2 separate regions of the Mus musculus genome follow, and region 1 is linked to region 2. Evidence: chromatin contacts called from public HiChIP or PLAC-seq data. All regions are on one chromosome and are shown on one strand. Each heading gives the region's core, a stretch centred on a gene start, on an enhancer-like site or on the middle of the called end of the contact. The rest is flanking DNA. Distances are from core to core; before and after follow the strand shown. Region 1 has its middle 27 kb from the start of Selenbp2. Region 2 overlaps Tuft1 (tuftelin 1).

Region 1 (4,881 bases), core at 1,880-4,379, 110 kb after region 2:
TTAAGACATCTGGGGTTATATTTCAAGTATTTATGAAATATGTGAGAAAAGACATGCATCTAAATAAAATGCACAGAAAATTGAAAATTTACAACTCGGCCATAGAAAATCAAGCCAGGGTTCATAGCACACACCTGCTATTCCCAGCACTTGGGAAGCTGATGCAGGAGGACTGTGAGCTGCAGGTGGCCTGGGCTGCACACTGCTGCGGCATAATAATAATAATAAAAATAATAATACACACACCTCAAAATGTGCTATCACTACACTCTTATTAGGATGGCTTAACTAAAAAATATAAAAATAAAACTAGAGGTATAGGTAATGGCTAAGGAAAACTCCATTTTGTGCTAGGCACACATTCTAAATTCCTAACAGATAAATTCCCTGACTCCCTGCCCCTTCTCAGAATTGTGTGTCTGTTGTAAAATGATTAACTGTTTGCTCTGGCTTCTGTAAACTCACTTATCTCTGTGCAGGGGACAGAGAGTAAGGCAGTTCCTCACATAGCTGGAATTCTTCAGAAATGAAGTAATTGTGATTTTCTCCTTACCCTGCTCTGGGCAGCACAACTCTGAATTGGATTAGAGACTGCAACCTGCTGGCAGCTTTAATAAATCTGGCAAATTATAATCTGAATTGAGTCTGGTGTGATTGTTTCCCGGTGATCTCAAACTCCATGACAATCTCTCAGTGATGGAGTGCATTTACAACCATAGGACAGCTTCAATTTTCAGCACCAAAGTGAGGATGGTGAGAAGGAGGGGGGAGGAGGAGAAGAGGAGGAAATAAACTGGTAAGATACAGAGAAACCAGATCATTTGTGGCTGGTTAGGATGTAGAAGGGAACTTTTCTCCCAGCTTTTTTCGTTTGTTTCCTTGTTTTGTTTTGTTTTGTTTTGTTTCGAGACAGGGTTTCTCTGTGTAGCCCTGGCTGTCCTGGAACTCACTTTGTAGACCAGGCTGGCCTCGAACTCAGAAATCCGCCTGCCTCTGCCCACTCACGGCTGGGATTAAAGGCATGCACCACCATGCCCGGCTTTCTCCCCACTTTTTGAGCTGTTCATGCAGCTCTGTGGTGAAGTGTCTGCTCCAAGTACACAAAGGCCCGAGATTCAAAACCCCAACCAGGTGCAGCGGCACAGGCTTCACGCCTTTAATCCCAGCCCTTGGAAGGTAGAGACAGGCAGAGCTCAGTGAGTTTGACAACAGCCTCGTCTACAATCTAGTTTCAGGATAGCCGGGGCTTCATAGACTTTATCTCAAAAAACCAAAAACAGCAGGTTGTCCCCCCACCCAACTTAGGCAAGTGTGAGTGTGTGTGTGTATGTGTGTGTGTGTGTATGTCAGCGAGGGGGTAGGGAGGAGGGAGAGGGAAAGAGAGAGGAGATGTGTGTTCGCATATATGAGGGTGTGTTTGTGCACCTGTGTGCACATGCATGGAGGTCTGAGGCTGATGTCACAAATCCTTCACCAACTCTTCCACTTTCTGAGACAGGATCTCCCAATCCAACACAGAGCTTACCTTACCAATACCACTATCCTTGCTAGCGAGTTTACTCCAGGAATCCCACCTCTGCTTTCCACCTGATGCTAGGCTGGAGAGATGGCTTAGCAGTTAAGAGTTATTCCTGCCACACCTCCTGTCCCCACCAAGGAGGATCCAAGTTCAGCTCCCAGCATTTACATAATGGTTCACATCTGTCTGAGACACTAGTTCCAGGAGATCAAACAACCTCTTCGACCCTCTGTGGGACATAAATGTGGCACACTCGAAAAATACTCATGAACATTAAAATAAAGTCCTCCTGCTCAGACCACACCTCAGAACAGTTGTCCTCATCTCCTGGGAGAGGACCAAGGCATCAACTCCTTTAAAGCTTTCATTGTTCATCCAAGGAGCAGCCAATCAGAGATGATGCTGTAGGAGGACCCCCCCTACCAACAGTCGTTGCTTCTAAGCAGTTAGCTTAGGGTATTTTTGCCTTTTTTGTCTTTGTTGTTTACTTTTTATACCAAATAAGTATGAGGTGGGATGGCCAGCCCTGTTACCTACCTCAGGTGGGCTACTGTAGAGAGTCATGGGACTCTGACTAAAGCCATTTGGCTTTTCTAGTACCACCTGTTAAAAGAAAATAAAATCAGGAGTTAAAAACAATTTAACCAAGCAAAGAATTTTGAAGCATTATATTTCTAAGACGTCAAATGGTACAAACCAGCGAGATGGCCCAGAGGCACTTGCCACCAAATCTGACAATCTGAGTTCAATCCCCAGAACTCCCACAAGTTGTCCCTTGACATCCACATGTGTGTTGTGGCATAAGTGCATGCACATACACATTTACATGTGTGCTGGCTCACATGCAAAATAAAGGTGAAAACATTTTTTAATCTTATAGGGAAAGAGAGAGGGGGGGAAAAGGAGGGAAGAAGTGGGAAGCAGGAAAAGGGTGGAATGGAGACAAACAGAAGAGAGGAGAGGAGCAAGGGAGGGAGACAGATTTCCACTGCTCCACGAGAAAACAGAAAGTAGAGGGTCGGAAAATGGCCTTGAGGGAACTATAACCTGTGGGGTGGACGAAACAGACCTCAGGCTAATGCCTGCAGTGGACTGGAAACCGTGTGAGACTCGTCCCTCCCAGGAGTACAAGCTGCTGCCTGCCATAAACACTGCGCTCTCTGTGGTGGGGATCCTGACAGGTTTTGACCAAGCATCCATCAAAAAGAAAGCTTTTGCTATGATCCTATCTAACCCAAAGCCAGACTGCTCACCACACGACGACTGCTATCTGTGCCAACAAGAGGCCTGGGCTTTGTGGCCTGACTCTGCACACAATACTCTGGTGCCTCTCACCAGACAGGTGTGACAACTGCCTCTGCAGTGCTGCTTCAGCTAAGGCAAAGTAAAGGTGGAAACAGTCACAACAGGAAACCCAGTCAAGACAACAAGGAACCCACCCTGCACCAGCTACTAGGCCACTGTTCCCTTCCCGACAGGGAGGAGGCTTCTGGAGAAAGGCCATCTGACTCAAACCAAAAGGCAAACAAAGGAGACAGAAGTCTGATCTCAGGAGCCCAAGTGAGAGGTCGACAAGGCATTCCCTACTTCTGAGAACACTCCTTTCCTGGAACTTTGAAACAGCTAGAATCCCACACTAGCCTCTCAGATTAGATTTATACACTGTTTGTCCCTCCACTGTTGATGCTTCCACATCCTACATCCTAGGCCAGGCTAGGGACACAGGGGAAGAATGGTGAACCCCTAAGGAGTCCAGGGCTGAGGCAGGACTGGATCAAGATTTCCACTTTTGGACTGAGGAGGTGGCCACACTTGCAGAGGACCTGACTTTGGTTCCCAGCACCCATATGCAGCACATAACCATCTCTAATGTCAGTTCCAGGAACCTAACACTCTTTTGGCCTCCTGGGACACTAGGCACATGCATGGTATGCAAACAAGGGCAAGGAAACGTTCATACATATAAAATGAAAATAATAAATCTTAGCTGGGTATGGTGGTGTCCATCTCTAATCCCAGCATTTGAAAGGCAGAGGCTAGTGGATCGCTTTGTGTTAGAAGCCATCATGGTTTACATAGTAAGTTCTAGGATAGCTAGGGCTACACAGAAAGACCTTATCTCAATGGAGAGAGAGATGGGGAAAGAGAGAGAGAGAGGGAGAGATTGATTGAGAGATGAAATTAACACAGACAAAAATCTTTATTAAAAAAAAAGACTTCCATTTTACTTAGGTTCACCCAAGTTCAGCAAGATCAACTTATAAGAAGTTTGCATCCATAGTTGACTGTCTATGACTATGTACTGGGAACACAAACTCTGATAATTTTCAGGAAACCAGATCCCTGATACACTCTCCCTTCCTGACCATGTCTTGAGAGTCAGCGCCATTCCAACGTACCTGTATCTCCTGCTGACGCAGAGGGTCTCCTGGACTCCTGTCAAGCTTGCTACTGATATCCTCCCGGAGCTTCTGCAGGCAGTTCCTGGCCTGGGGAAGAAGGCCTGGCACTTGAGATTCAGGGTAGGGAAAGGAAACACCTTTGGGTCACTTCCCCAACCCATATTATTCTCAGTCTGGCATGGTTCTAACAGTGGCTGCAGACAGAGGAATTGTGTTCAATGGGGCTGACAACCCAACCTCTCTTGTACAAACCAGATATATTAATCGCCTCCTCTGGCAGTGCTGACATGCTAGTTGAGAAGACATGGGACACAAAAGACAAATAAGATGTGCACTACAGAATCCAGTAGTAAGTGCTAAGAAGCCAGGCAGGGGCAGGGAAAGACTGGGGAAGGTGAGATTACAACCAAACAGATGACAGAGTGGGTTGATTAATAGATGAGATTGAAAAGGTCAAAAATGTTTTGTGACAGCGTCTTTCAGATCTCTTTAAGTTCAAGGCCAACCCAGTCGGCATAGAGTTCCAGGACAGTCATGGCTTCACAGAGAGATCCAGTCTCAAAAAACCAAGTAACAAGTAAAAATGTATAAATAAATATAATTTGATGCACAGGAGAGCATAGGGGCCGGGGGGTGGTGGTGCACGGCTCTAATCCCAGCACTTGGGAGGCAGAGGCAGGCAGATCTCTGAGTTTGAGGCCTGCCTGGACTACAAAGTGAGTTCCAGGACAGCCAGGGCTACACAGAGAAACCCTGTCTCCAAAAAAAAAAAAAAAAAAAAAAAAAAAAAAAAAAAAGCATAGCATGGGGGAACTTAAGTGACATAAAAGGAACAGAAGGGAAAACCATCAGAACCCATAAAAAAAGGTAGCTCTGAAAATCTAAGGTTCAGGACATGTAGGTATTCCGTCCAAGGAAAGGGGTCCGCACCTCCTGGATGTACTGGACCTCACTCTTCAG
Region 2 (4,726 bases), core at 1,144-3,643:
GGCTTAAAACACTACAAAACACAGGCAATAAAAGACAGCAGAAGCCAGGAGCTTGCCACCTCCTCAGCCCCATCCAACATCTCTAATTGGAAGGACTGTCGATGCTGTTGTTTCCCAGCTACTCTCCTGCATCCGCCCTGGCCTCGTTCATTCCTTGCAGCAGCCGCTCACCGCTCACCGTGGCTTGTAAAGCAGACCCCAGAGTTCTCTCTCCTTTTTTTTTCTTTCTGATCCCTTAGAGCCTTGTTTCTGGTCTCCAGAAAGTCTCCTGCCCACTTCCTATCTCTACCCCACATCTCTGCTCCTCCCATGTAGCTCAGCAGGCCCTGCAGGAGAGCCTCCCTTTCCTGCAGGGCAACACTCACTCCTGCATCCTCTAGCTAGGCCAGTCTTCTCGGCATCCTTGCCAACCCCACCCTGCTTCCACCCTGTTAATATTCTGACACAAGCAGTCTGGATATACCTGCGCCAAGCAAGACTGCCGGTGCAAGAGAAACCCAGGAGTCAGGAGCCGCAGCCACATCTGGGGCGGGATGTTTCCAGAGTGTTTTGATGCCTGTATTGTGAATACAGCTGAAGCAGGGGGAAAAGTTACAGTCTCAATAGAAAGAGAAAGGGAAACCAGAGGGATCAGGCAACAGGACCGTGTTGTCCATTTCCTTGGCCCAGAAGAGTTTGTGTAAATTCACCTATGTCTTGTTTGGCTCTGTAGCCCACTAGCTTCCTGGCAGAAAGGGATGAAAAGAAAAGCCACTGTACTAACAGAGACTTCCAGAAACCACCAAACCCTTGAAGAGTTGCAGTCAGCATTTCCCAGAGCTTTTCACTTCTGCAAAGGATGTGAGCTGCTCACGTGCCTCTCCTGTGACTGCTGTCCCTCCATGCAGTCTTAGGACCTATAACCAAATCAGGACACACTGTGGCCAAACACAGGGTTCCTAGACAGGGTCAAAGCTTGGGTTAGACCACAGGGCCTGATGGCTGGTAACTTTTCTGAATACCACAATCACCTACCCATCAAAATCAGAGAGTTGTAATTCACTGCTCACATGCTGACCACAGGATGCTACCTCTGAGAGACAGTGTATCATGTGCTCTCATTCTCCCCAAGAAGTAAAAGACCCACGGGGCAAAGAGATGTTAGCATAATTTATTAAAGTTGCCATACAAAGACTATGTCACAGACAGGAAAAGAATTTGAAGGGGCACGGAGATTATGTACAACCCACTCGTTCTGCCTGAAGTCTCAGGACACTGTACAGACAAAGCCAGGATCTGGGTCTAGTCCTGACACAGAAACACACAAGACTTAAGGCTTCTGGTTGTGAGCCAAGTAGAACACTCATGAGGCTACTAGACCACACTATAGCGAACACGATGAGCTGCAGGGTCATTCAGGGCTGGGATAGAGGTTGTTATGGGTGGAAGTGTTCAGAGAGATTAGAAGAACCTCTGTTTCCTCCCAAACAGTCCCCACTGCCCTATTCCCCAGACAGCACACACTCTGGGACAGACATGAGCCTCCTGAGATACAGGTAGACTCTAGGGAAAGAAAGGAAAAGCAGCAGCTAGAGGGATGGCATGGGGAGTTAGTATGACACTGTGAAACCAACGAGGCCAACCAGGATACTTTCCCCATGTCCAGGTAAACCTAAATACCTCGGCAGAAAGCTGCAGAACACTGGTACTAAATCAATTATGAGATATAAGCAAAACCAGCAATAACTTAGCAAAATAAATACAGTAGCAGTTTTGCTGAGACTGACAGAGAAGACAGTTCTCAGTTCTGGGTTAGGGAGGCTAAGGTGTGCCTCTCAGGACACCGCAGGGGAAAACCCACAGACGGGGAGCTTCCATGAACTATTCATAGCCCCAGAGAATCTTCCTACCCAAAACTGCAGCCTGAATGGACATTCCTGTGTCCCCAAAAGGCAAGGCTATCTAGTAGGCCAGGTTCCCTGGCTAAGACCAGGCCTGGCCAACTATATCCCCCATTGGCTGTCTGGAAAAGGCCCTGGTCAGCATGGCACAAGGGTGGAGTCAAGCGGAAAACAAACAGTTTGTTGCTAAGAACTGAGCTGTGTTTGCAGAAGGAACGTCACTCCCCCAGGACACGCTCCAGTCACTCTGCGCATCTGGGCTTCTAGCTTTTTGGGCTGAGACAAATTTTGTCACTTCTCTGGACTTACCAAGGGCCTGGCTTTTGGGCAGCTAGATTCCAGTGCACACAGCAGGGAAGCTCTGTTATGTGGAGAAAACACTAACTGAGAATAAGGGTATTGCTTCGTTCCTGCTAGCAGGAGACTGTCTTCCCAAGGTCTGCAGTGTCCTGAGGAGACAGGCGCTCCGGACCCATCTGCCAGCAAGCAGAGCCTGGGGCAAGAGCCCAGGACCTGCGGCTACCAGGGTAGTCAGGAAGTCAGTCAGTATCAACCGCCTACAAGGGAGGAGGGCTTCTCTGCAGGACTGAGGCAACTGCAACGGCAACGTCCATCTCCTGGCAGCTCAGGTTTCCACCACCCGGATGAGAGGCATAGGCTTGGGGCTGGGGGGCTTCGATATCCTGACACTGGAGAGAAAGGAATAAATGCTGAGAGCAGCTGCTGTGCCCGGCTTCACTGAGCCTCCCCTCTGTGGTACCTCTGGAATACTACACTGCAGCGCTGACTTATCTCCTGAGGTGTCAAGGGTGATAAAGATAGTAGTTACACAACTGAGAGGTGAACATAGCTGAGATTCTTGGGTTTTCCCTACAAGATTTAAGGCCTTCTTGTGAATCTCTTAAAAACAAAAGACCCTTCTCTAGAAATATGTATTATGTGTGTGCGTGCGTGTGTGTATATATGTACACATACACACATACATAAATTTGTGATAGGGAAATATATAAATAAATGTTATATACAATCTTCAGGAGTTCATATACTTCCAGAAGCCTTGCATGGTCCTCCCAGGCTAGAAAGTAGACTGTTGAACTCAGATCGGGAATCGGGGCAGAAAGCTGGGTTTAAGTCTTCCTTCCCTCGGCAAGGAAGGCTTTACAAAGCTCCTTGGCTCTCCTGTTCTCCTGCCCCCCCCCCCCCCCACACACACACACTTACCTGCCCAGGTTCTCTGTCTTGGCACGGGCCTGTGTGCTGAAGTTTCCGTGGCTGACCTGCTTCTCTATTAGATGCTCCATGCGGTCGTGCATCTCTAAGTTCTGAAACGTGAATGGGGGTTACAGTGGGTCTCTCTGGCTTGCTACATTTAACTGGCATGGATGCTCCTGTCAGCCCTGTGACTACTAGCATGCCACAGATCACACTCTGCCTCAAGCAACACCAGTCTCGTCTGGCTCCCTGTCTACGTGTATTTCCTGTATGCAGCTTCTTGTCCTCAGTCAAAATAGTTATGTGCCTTTGTCAACAGCCTAGGTTTTAAAATATCTGTAGTTTTGTTTGTTTTTACTTTTACTTTTTACTTATATGTATGTCTGTGCAAGTGTATGCACATGCATACAGGTGTCTTTGGAGTCCAGAAGTGTCAGGTGCCCAGGAACTGGTCATATAGGTGGTTATGGGCAGCCAGATGTGGGTGCTGGGAACCAAACTCAAGTCCTCTGGAAGAGCAGCAAGCCCTTAACCTCTGAGCTACCTCTCCAGCCCATATACTTTTGGTTTGGCTTAGTTTTTCCCGATAGTTTTATTTTTAACTCTAGACCATATTTTCTCTAAATACCCTGTGTCTCATCTGTCTCCCTTATTACAGAGATCTTCACACAATGACTTGCAACATGATCTGAAGGTAGGCAACAGCTGCAGCAAAGCAGAAATGAGACTAGGAAGTCATCTTGGTAGCCAACTGAACCCATTACCAGAGCTATGAGGAGATGCCAACCACTGAATGTGCCCTCTCCCTTCAAACCTGGCTCCACTGTAAGCTCATATGGTTAAAATGTGCCATGGTAGTGGCTTGCACCACGATGCTCTGCCCTTTATGGCAAGGATAGGTCTTACCATTGTCATCTTCTCCCTGGAAGCTCTCAACGACCACAGAGTAATGCTCCCAGATACTTCCTTCCAACTAGCTGCTGGACAGGACCAATTCCCCACCTGTGCCTATGCTTCAGAGCCCAGTTCTGTGTTGGGGCTTTCAATACACAAACCTCAGCCTCCAGATAGGCAATTTTCTCCTTGAGCTCTTGAATGGTGGCATCCTTTGACTGGATCACAGCTTTTGAATTCTGGAGCTGCAAAGATGTAAGAGATGTGGCATTCATTTTGCAGACACTAGCCACACACTTGCCAACACTACCGCAGTTATAAGACAGCCAGCAGAGCTAAAAGGGCAGTTCCACCCCTCTCACAGTTTCACTGGTGTTTCTACAAATCCTTTCTTTTCATCACTAAAGAATCCAGACGCAGGAGGAGGAGAGGGAATGCCAGGCTCAAAGCCAAAGTACATAATAACGGATACAAAACCTTTGGTTCTGAATAGTGTAAATTATTTATTCATTTGTCTAGGGAACATTTACTGAGTGCTTACCACATCACAAATACTGTTCTAGACAATGAGAAATGGCAGTAAATATGGCACACGTAAAGGGGGCGGACACGAAGGGAGGAAATGACCTCCTCCTTGTTTGGGGAGGGAAACCTTAGGGTCTCAAATCAGTTTTGCAACTGGGCCTATCCCAAACATGCTACTCTGATGCTCAGGCAGAACAGTTAGTCAGGAGATCTGC

What was found. HiChIP or PLAC-seq counts read pairs in DNA pulled down with a chosen protein or histone mark.
Region 1: an H3K27ac HiChIP or PLAC-seq map of extraembryonic endoderm stem cells shows a contact between it and region 2. The contact joins two enhancer-like sites. A contact is called at or near these places in 2 of 484 Hi-C or Micro-C datasets (the G1E-ER4 cell line and pancreatic cancer cells), 1 of 115 datasets of contacts at active chromatin or transcription factors (extraembryonic endoderm stem cells) and 1 of 9 other capture datasets (liver).

The regions. Positions count from the first base shown.
Region 1 is chr3:94,717,967-94,722,847 of GRCm38.p6, forward strand. It overlaps the pseudogene Gm15264. Among named protein-coding and RNA genes, the nearest start is that of Selenbp2, 27 kb to the left of the region's middle. Within about 2 kb of position 3,130, at least 5 of the 459 cell types and tissues checked have an H3K27ac peak or open chromatin away from gene starts, as enhancers often do. A contact at or near this core is called in extraembryonic endoderm stem cells, where this site is marked.
Region 2 is chr3:94,611,623-94,616,348 of GRCm38.p6, forward strand. Tuft1 (tuftelin 1) reads right to left here. Exons shown (of 13, transcript NM_011656.3): 11 at 4,148-4,231; 12 at 3,102-3,202; 13 at 1,131-2,569. The coding sequence ends at 2,506. Among named protein-coding and RNA genes, the nearest start is that of Snx27, 31 kb to the left of the region's middle. Within about 2 kb of position 2,394, at least 48 of the 459 cell types and tissues checked have an H3K27ac peak or open chromatin away from gene starts, as enhancers often do. A contact at or near this core is called in extraembryonic endoderm stem cells, where this site is marked.